Regions from separate parts of the Macaca mulatta genome. Here region 1 is linked to region 2. The links are chromatin contacts, called in public Hi-C maps. All regions are on one chromosome and are shown on one strand. Each heading gives the region's core, a stretch centred on a gene start, on an enhancer-like site or on the middle of the called end of the contact. The rest is flanking DNA. Distances are from core to core; before and after follow the strand shown.

Region 1 (4,747 bases), core at 88-2,587, 180 kb before region 2:
TAACAGTTAACACTTATTGAGCACTTACTAAGTGAGGCACCGGACTCACGTCACCCCCACATCCGAGGAAACTGCCACAGCTGCCTATTATCAGGCTCATTTTAAGGTACTCACAGTTTGGCAGAGAAACATCAACCAGTAATTGCAATACAAGGTCTGAGGTGGAGCTGCACACGTGTTTATTTAACTAATAATAATGAAGATACCCTGCGGATGATTTTGGCCAAATCACCATTCCAGCAAAACAAAAAATCTGAGTCACACACCTGCTTAAAATAACTAAAGCAAAAGAAAAAAAAGTTCAGGTTTCCAGCCCATACCTGTGCTTTGCTTCCTGTTGGGCCGCATCGCCAGGATCCTGGAAAAAAAAAAAAATTTAATTTAATACAGAAATTTCATGGGGGGGGAGGGGAAAAAGGAACGGTTCCGTTGTTTCCTGTACATCACAGTCTCTTGCAGTGGTAGAAACAACTCCCCAAATAATGAAGAAACTGGGCCTCATAGAAATCAACGAACTAGTTTCCACTTACAACGTTTTGATGAGCGTCTAAAATCACAACCTCACAGAACGCTTTGGAATACAGAGCACCCTGGGGAGGGGAATCCCTGTATTACGAAACCGTGTTTTACGTGTAGGGATAATTTCTGTAAAATAAAACGGGCCTCGGTATTAGGGACAACGGTAACTCAAAAGACTGCGCCCTCCGTCCCTAAGGTCCCCGTCCCTCTCTCTATCAGAAACGCCTCTCCGGGCGTCTGATCCATCCAAGCTTCCCGGGCGGCCCCTCCCTGTCATCCCGGCGGGGCGAGCGTTCCTCTGACCCCGCCGCGCGCTCAGCACCGGGAACACAGCGGACCCTCAATACCTGTCAGCTAAACTTGGGTCAGAACAACTGAATTCCGGAAAAACTGAATTCGGTCCGGCTGCTGCTGGTTCCAAAAGCTGAGATTGTGCTTGGATCCAGGCCCGCCAGGACGAGCCCGCTCCAGGCCAGGGGACCCCACACCCCAACGCCCGGGCACGTGGCGGCCCCCGCCGCCAGCCTCCCGTGCCCCTCGCGACGGAGAAAGCGGGGAGGCCACCTCGGAGCCGGCCACGAGGCCGCCAGGGCAGCGCCGGGGACCGGGCCCCGGGGGAGGCGCGCCCTCCACTCCGGGCGAGGGCGGCGCCCCGCGGGGGCCGGGCATGGCAGGGGCTGGCGCGCTCACCCCATGCTTGGCCTGCAGCTCGGCCAGCCTCTGTCTCCTCAGCGCCTCAAGCTCCTCGTCCGCCATGGTGCGGCGTCAGCGGTGGAGCAGCCACGGACACTCCCACAGCCCCTCGGCGCCAGCTCGGCCTTGACCACTGCGCAGGCGCCCGCGGGGCCCAGGCGTCACCAATCCAGCCCGGAGCCACGCCCCGCGCCGCTGCCAGGGCGCCAGGAGAGGCCCGATTCCCCGATCTCAGGCGATCGAGCTTGGGCGCACGGGGGGGCGGGGCCTGGGGCGGGGCCTCCGGGATCCACCTCCCACCCGTGATCGGCTCCTCTGCGTGCGGGGACACGGGCTGCGCTGGGGGCGGGTGCTGCGCTTGGGGAAGGTTAAAACCTAGAAATGTGGCATTGACAAGTATAATAATTATGGGTACAATGTGCCGGTGACCTAGAAAGCTAGGCGCATATTATCTATTTATAGATGGGGGAACCAGGGGCGCAGGAAGGCTGAGTGGGATGATGGAAATGTCCTAAAGCTGGATCGTGGCGGTTGCTGCGCGGCTCCTCGGTGCACACAGAGGCCGGCCGGTGGCTCCCCGCCTGTGGTCCCGGCGCTTCGGGAGGCGGCAGGGTCATTTGAGATCAGGAGTTTGAGACCAACCTGGGCAATATGGCAAGAGCCTATCTCTACTAAAAATTTAAAAAACTAGTTCTCAGGAGGCTGTGTCAGGAGGATCGCTGGAGCCCGGTGGTTCGAGGCTGCAGTGAGCCGTGATCGCGCCACTGCACTCCAGCCTGGGAGACAGAGCCAGACCCTGTCTCTAAAATAAAAAATAAAAATAAAAAGTGTGGGCCGGGCGCGGTGGCTCAAGCCTGTAATCCCAGCACTTTGGGAGGCCGAGACGGGCAGATCACGTCAGGAGATCGAGACCATCCTGGCGAACAGGTGAAACCCCGTCTCTACTAAAAAATACAAAAAACTGGCCGGGCGAGGTGGCGGGCGCCTGTAGTCCCAGCTACTCGGGAGGCTGAGGCAGGAGAATGGCGTAAACCCTGGAGGCGGAGCTTGCAGTGAGCTGAGATCCGGCCACTGGCCTGGGCGACAGAGCGAGACTCCGTCTCAAAAAAAAAAAAAAAAAATGTTCACAGACCCTCGCCGTCTGCCTCCTCCACGCACAAAAGGGCTTTTCCTGGGAGGCAGCTGTGGCTGGTGTAAACTCTTCGGTGGAACGAATCCCTTTTGCCTTTGACTTGGGGGAATCGGGGGCAGAGAGGATATTCAGCTACCTAAACGTGTGACTCATACAGGTTCTGTTTATTCGTTTGTGTGTGTGTTATTTTATTTTATTTTTTACATTAAAAAAAATACAAATGGGGTATCGCTATGTTGCCTAGGCTGGCCTTTAACTCCTGAGCTCGAGCAATCCTTTTGCCTCAGCCTCCCAAAGTGCTAACATTACAGGCGTGAGCCACCACACCTGGCCTGTGGCAAAATATACATAATACAAAATTTACCATTTTCACCATTTTTAGGTGTACTGTTCAGTGGTATGAAATACATTATTGTGCAGTTGTCACTGTCAATCTCGGCTCACTGCAACCTCCACCTCCCGGGTTCAAGCGATTCTCCTGCCTTAGTCTCTCCAGTAGCTGGGACCACAGGCGTGCACCACCATGCCTGGCTAATTTTGTATTTTTTAGTAGAGATGGGGTTTCATCATGTTGGTCAAGCTGGTCTCGAACTTCTGATCCACCTGCCTCAGTCTCCCAAAGTGCTGGGATTATAGGCGTGAACCACCACGCCCACCATCAATCTCTACACCTTTTTTTTTTTTTTTTTTTTTTTAAATCATCCTGAACTGGAACTCTACCCAGTAAAGATTTAGATTGGTGTGAGGGGCCTCTAATGGGAATGGGTGGAGGTGGGAGGAGTCTGAGAATAATAATCAGTCTCCACCCACTCCCATTCTAGTTTCTATGAATTTGCCTGTTCTAGGTATCTTGTATATGTGGAATCATACAATATTTGGCCTTTTGCGATTGGCTTATTTCACCTAACATATGTCTTCAAGGTTCATCCCTGTTGTAGCATGTGTCAGAATTTCTTTCCCTCTTTACGCTGAATATATTTCATTGTATGGATATACCTAGCACCTTTTGTTTATCCATTCATCAGACAATGGACACTTAGATTGCTTCCACCTTTTGGCTATTTTTTTTTTTAATTTTTATTTTTTTTTCTGAGACGGAGTCTTGCTCTGACGCCCAGGCTGGAGTACAGTGGTGCATCTCGGCTCACTGCAGGCGCCACCTCTCGGGTTCACACCATTCTCCTGCCTCAGCCTCCCGAGAAGCTGGGACTACAGGCGCCCGCCACCATGCCCGGCTAATATTTTGTATTTTTAGTAGAGACGAGGTTTCACCGTGTTAGCTAGGATGGTCTCGATCTCCTGACCTTGTGATCCACCCGCCTCGGCCTCCCAAAGTGCTGGGATTACAGGCGTGAGCCACCGCACCCGGCCGGTTGGCTATTATTAATAATGCAGCTGTGAACATGGGTGTACAAATACTTGTTCAGGTCCATGCTTTCACTTTTGGATACATACCCAGAAGAGAAATTGTTGGATCATGTGGTAATTCTATGTTGAGGAATGGCCATACCATTTTCGACAGCAACTGTGGAATTTTACATTCCCACCAACAGTGAATGAAGGTTCCAATTTCACCATCTCCTCACCAATATTTGTTGTGTTCTGTTTTTTGTTTGTTTTTTTGCTTGTTTTTGATATTAACCATCCTAATGGGTATGAGGTGAGGTACCTCATTGTGGTTTTGATATGCATTTCTCTAATGATTAGTGATGCTGAGCATCTTTTCACGTGCTTCTTGGCCATTTGTATATCTTCTCTAGAAAAATATCTACTCTAGGCTAGGTGCGATGGCTCACTCCTGTAATCCCAGCACTTTGGGAGGCTGAGGAGGGCGGATCACGAGGTCAAGAGATGGAGACTATCCTGGCCAACATGGCGAAATCCCATCTCTGCTAAAAATGCAAAAATTAGCTGGGCATGGTGGCATGTACCTGTAGTCCCAGCTACTCGGGAGGCTGAGGCAGGAGAATCACTTGAACCCGGGAGCCGGAGGTTGCAGTGAGCCGAGATTGCGCCACTGCACTCCAGCCTGGTGACAGAGCGAGACTCCATCTCAAGAAAAAAAAAAGAAAAAAAGAAAAAAAAAGAAAAATGTCTATGCTAGCCTTTTGCCCATTTTAAAATTTGCTTTTCTTTTTTGTTGTTGAGTTGTAATAGTTCTTCACATATTTTACATAATCCCTTATCAAGATATATGATTTGCAACTATTTTCTCCCATTCCATGGGACTTACATTCTCTTGATTGTGTCCTTCAATGCACAAAATATTTTAATTTTCATAAAGTCCAACTTACCTATTTTTTCTTTTGTTGCCTTTGCTTTTGGTGTCATACCCAAGACATAATTGCCAAATCTAATGTCATGAAGCTATTCTCCTGTTTCCTTCTAGAAGTTCTATAGTTT
Region 2 (4,490 bases), core at 299-2,798:
CAACAGGGCGAGACCCTATCTATACAATAAATAAAATAAAAATAAAAATAAAATAAAATAAAATAAAATAAAATAAAATAATTAGGCGGGTGCGGTGGTGCACGCTTGTGGTCCCAGCTATTCCAGAGGCTGAGGTGGGAGAATCGCTTGAGCCCAGGAATTCGATGTTGCAGTGAGCCGTGATCGCGCCACTGCACTCCAGCCTGGGCCAGAGAGCGAGACCCCCGTCTCTAAAAAAAAAAAAATTAAAAAGCCTAGCGCTCTAGTGAGCATCCCCTGGGTGAGGCAGGCACCGGGTCCGCTTACCTACGCGCCACGCCCCTGCACACCTGGCGTCCCCATCAGGTAGGTCTCCCAGGACAGGGGCAGCCGGGAAGTTCGGGCGAGCGGCCCTGGGGGTCGCAGCCCAGGCCCTGCCTCGCCGCACTGCCGTCGCGCAGAAGCCGCTCCGCAAACTTGGTCCCTCCCGAGTCCAGCCCGGCCCGCGTCCCGGCTGACACTTCCGCGCTCCGCCCCTCCCGACGCCCCGACGCCGCGGCCGCGCCCCCCGAATGCGCCACGCGGCGGGGCGGGGCGGCCTGAGGGGCTCAAAGCTGTAGCCGTGTGTTCCGCCGGCGGCCGCCCGCCCTCTCGGGGGACCCTCCCCCGCGCGTCCCCGCGCGCCGCCACAGACCTGCGGTCTCAGCGGTCCTCACGCGCGGCTCCGGGAGGGGAAGGAGGCCGACTGGGCTAGGCGGGAGCGGGGCAGCGCCACGGGCCGCAGCGCGCCGCGGGGACAAGGAGGGCAGAGCCGCCGCGGAGCTTTGTGGAAATGAGGGGCTGGGGGGCGTCGACAGCCCCGGGGAGGGGGCGCGCCGGAGAGGCCTGGCGGCTGCGGCCGCGCCCATAGGCCCCAGGAGCTGTTCGTCAACAGGAGTCTCCGCCTCCTTCCGCGGATCCCCGCCCCGTCTCGTGCGGCGCTGGCCGGAAGGAAGCGGCACACTTCCGCTTGCCTGGCCTGCCTTGAGTCTGGTCTGTTCCGGAGACTCTGAGCGGCGCCGCGGAGCCGCTGTCGTGGGGAGCGGGGTGCGAATCTTGTGTTTGCTCTCGGCGGCGCCGGTCACCTCAGGCCAGAGCTAGAGATTCGGCTCGGGAGAGGAGGGCCCGGCGACTCCGAGGAAGGGTCGCCTCGAGCCACACGGCCCGGAGCAGCGGCTCTGCGGTGGCCCCCGGGGTTTGGGAATGGTGCGGGCCTGGGAGCCCCTGAGGGCCTGATTTACGGGACTTCCCATCCTTCCTCCTTCCTGCCGTCCCCTGCTGTGTGGCGGATGCGCAGGGATCGGTAGGGACGCCAGCAGTAGGGCCACTCGGGCCTGCCCCGCTTCCCGCGTTGCCCGGCCTGGCGCGCCGCCTCCAAGCCTTGGCAAAGCCCCAGTGCCCGATTGCCGCTGAAGTCCTTTAACGACTGCCCGTCAGCGTCCCGCAGAGAGGGATTTTCGTCTCCAAAGACGCCCCTTTTCACAAAATAGACTCCTCTGTGTTCTCACTTGGGTATATTTTTCTGTCTCCAAACTAGATTGGCAGCCGCTTTTTGAGAGCAGGTAGTGACTGTGCTATATTTCTAGATACCTTTGTTAGTCACACCACGAAAAACACTAAATGGAACCTTTTTTGAAATTATTTTTTAGAGATGAGGCTCTCTGTCGCCCAGGCTGGAGTGCAATGGTGCTATCACGGCTCACTGCAACCTCGACCTCCTGGGCTCAAGCAATCCTCCCGCCTCAGCCTCCCGAGTAGCTGGGACCAGAGGCTCGCACTGCTATGCCCGGCTAATTTTTAAATTTTTCGTAGAGACGAGGGTCTTGCTTTGTCGTCCAGGCTGGAGTGCAGTGGTGTGATCATAGCTCACTGCAACCTTAGTCCCGTGCACCCAAGTGACCCTGCTTCCTCAGCCTCCTGAGTAGCTGAGATTCATTTTAATTTTTGAAGAGATGGGGTCTCATTGTGTTGCCCAGTCTGGTCTAAAACTCCTGAGTTGAGGCAGGCCTGCCTCAGCCTCTCAAAATGTTGGGATTACAGGCTTGAGCCACTGCACTGGGCCCATCAAACGTTTTATTTGTCAGCATATACTTTACATGTTAATTGATTTTTGTTAAAGGAATGGCCATCTGGGACCTCCACCCTTGAAAAGGCGCTCATTGGTCTGACTCCAAACTAAATTACTCCATCCAGGAAGCCTTTCCTAGTCACCTCTGCTGGAGATCGTCCTCCTTTGTGTGTCGGTTGTTAGTAAAGAGCACACATTCTGTGCGAAGATATTAAGGTATCTGCTGGAAGACTTCGATAGAAACAAATGCAGCTGTTTTTTCAGATGACATTTGTCTTGTTTCAACCTGGTGGTTGGTAGCTTTTCTGTCGCCTGGCTTGAGGGCAAGGACTGTATGTTTATTATCTGTCATGTTAAGATGACTTTATGTACATTTGTCTGCTTCATCAATACGTAGGTGAATTGAGTCCCCCTTAAATAGGATTTCCCTCTTACTGTATAGGTTTTTTTTTTTTTTCTCTTCACTCTGGGGGAAATGTGACCATTGTGAAACATCATCGCTTAAAAAGAAAGTAGAATTCAGCAGCAGCTGCTTGTTTTAATACTATGAAAGGACATTCCTAAGCAAGATAAAGCTTTGAGACTTTTCCTAAGTAGGACCTACTGCTGAGAGTAAGTCTTGGGGAGAATAAGCCAATTAAGAATTAGTCTTTGGTTCTGATAAAGTAACGATGGAGGTGATGGGTAATGAGTGTAGGTCCTCGCTCACACTTCTGGCCATATGAGCCAGGAGCCAGAGAGGAAATGTAAAAGGAATGGGCTCCAGTAATGGACTGTGACTGCAGTGGTGGTGTAGAGGAAGACTTCTGGTGTGCAGTAGGTTTAGAAGCCTAAATGGTCTCCCTGGTTGTCTCTGCCAGGGCCAGCAATACTTGTGCTGTGCATCTCAAAAGTGTGGTCTGGGGATCTGCAGCGTCACTGTCACCATCACTTGGGAGGTTAAATGCACGTTATCGGAAACCATCATTCTTAGCAAACTATCGCAAGAACAGAAAACCAAACACTGCATTTTCTCACTCATGGTGGGAATTGAACAATGAGAACACTTGGACACAGGAAGGGGAACGTCACACACCAGGGGCTATTGTGAGGTGGGGGGAGGGGAGAGGGATAGCATTAGGAGATATACCTAATGTAAATGACGAGTTAATGGGTGCAGCACACCAACATGGCACATGTATACATATGTAACTAACCTGCACGTTGTGCACATGTACCCTAGAACTTAAAGTATAATAAAAAAAAAAATGCACGTTGTCAGGTCCTACCCCACGCCTACTGAATTTAGAATCTGTAGGGCTAGGGGACCACTAATCTTTAAGAAGTTCATATGGTTAGGCTTTATGTCCCCACCCAAATCTCATCTTGAATTGTAATTCCCATAATCCCCACCGTTCAAGGGAGAGACCAGGTGGAGGTAATTGAATTATGGAGGCAGCTTCCCCCATGCTGTTCTCGTGATAGTGAGTTCTCACGAGATGTGATGGTTTTATAAGGGGCTCTTGCCTCTTCGCTCAGCACTTCTTCCGGCCTCCTTATGAAGAAAGTGCCTTGCTTCCCCCTTTGCCTTCTGCCATGATTGTAAGTTTCCTGAGGCCTCCTCAGCCACGCTGAACTGTGAGTCAGTTAAACAACTTTCCTTTAAATTACCCAGTCTTGGGCATTCTTTACAGCAGTATTCTTCAGAGCAGTATGTATAGCTGTATGGACCAATACAGAAGTTTTCCAGATAATTCTGTTCTCAGAAAAGTTAGGGAACCACAGCAGAACCTTGTTACTCAACATGCGGTCTGTGGGTTATGCAGCATGGGCATCACCTGGGGTCATCTGAGAAATGCCGGGTCTCAGGTCCTACCCAAGACCTGTGTAGCCAAAATCTGCATTTTAAGATGACCCCCAGTTCATTTATATGTACATCACACTTTGAGAAGCACTGCACCAGAAGTCATTAACACCGTTCATTACATCCTTCCCATGGATCTTTTCTTGGGATCCCAAGGGTGTGAGTTCTTCTGTGTTACTGGCTTTTTCCTGTCTGAAATACAATGTTCATTTTATTTAATTTTTTGAGGTGGAGTCTAGCTTTGTCACCCAGGCTGGCATGCAGTGGCGCGATCTCGGCTCACTGCAACCTCCATCTCCCAGCTTCAAGTGATTCTCCTGCCTCAGCCTCCCAAGAAGCTGGGATTAGAGGAGCCCGCCACCACACCTGGCTAATTTTTGTCTTTTTAGTAGAGATGGGATTTTACCATGTTGGCTAGGCTGGTCTCAAACTCCTGACCTCAAGTGATCCACCAGCCTCAGCCTCCCAAAGTACTGGGATTACAGGCCTGAGCCATCACGCCCAGCCCTATAACTCATATTCTAAATTGTGATAAACATTGGCAAGCTACATTCCAAAAAG

What was found. Hi-C and Micro-C count contacts between places; a contact is called where the count stands out from the background.
Region 1: a contact with region 2 is called in a Hi-C map of cortical neurons, with 2.7 times the contacts expected there. The contact joins the promoter of PDCD5 here to the promoter of DPY19L3 in region 2. A contact is called at or near these places in 3 of 14 Hi-C or Micro-C datasets (blood, cortical neurons and fetal cortex germinal zone).

Annotation. Positions count from the first base shown.
Region 1 is chr19:43,868,046-43,872,792 of T2T-MMU8v2.0, reverse strand. PDCD5 (programmed cell death 5) reads right to left here and starts at 1,337. Exons shown (of 6, transcript NM_001265692.1): 1 at 1,210-1,337; 2 at 321-358. The coding sequence starts at 1,275.
Region 2 is chr19:43,687,273-43,691,762 of T2T-MMU8v2.0, reverse strand. DPY19L3 (dpy-19 like C-mannosyltransferase 3) reads right to left here and starts at 1,548. Exons shown (of 19, transcript XM_077982051.1): 1 at 1,002-1,548. LOC144337368 (a long non-coding RNA gene) reads left to right here and starts at 1,044. Exons shown (of 3, transcript XR_013410410.1): 1 at 1,044-1,580.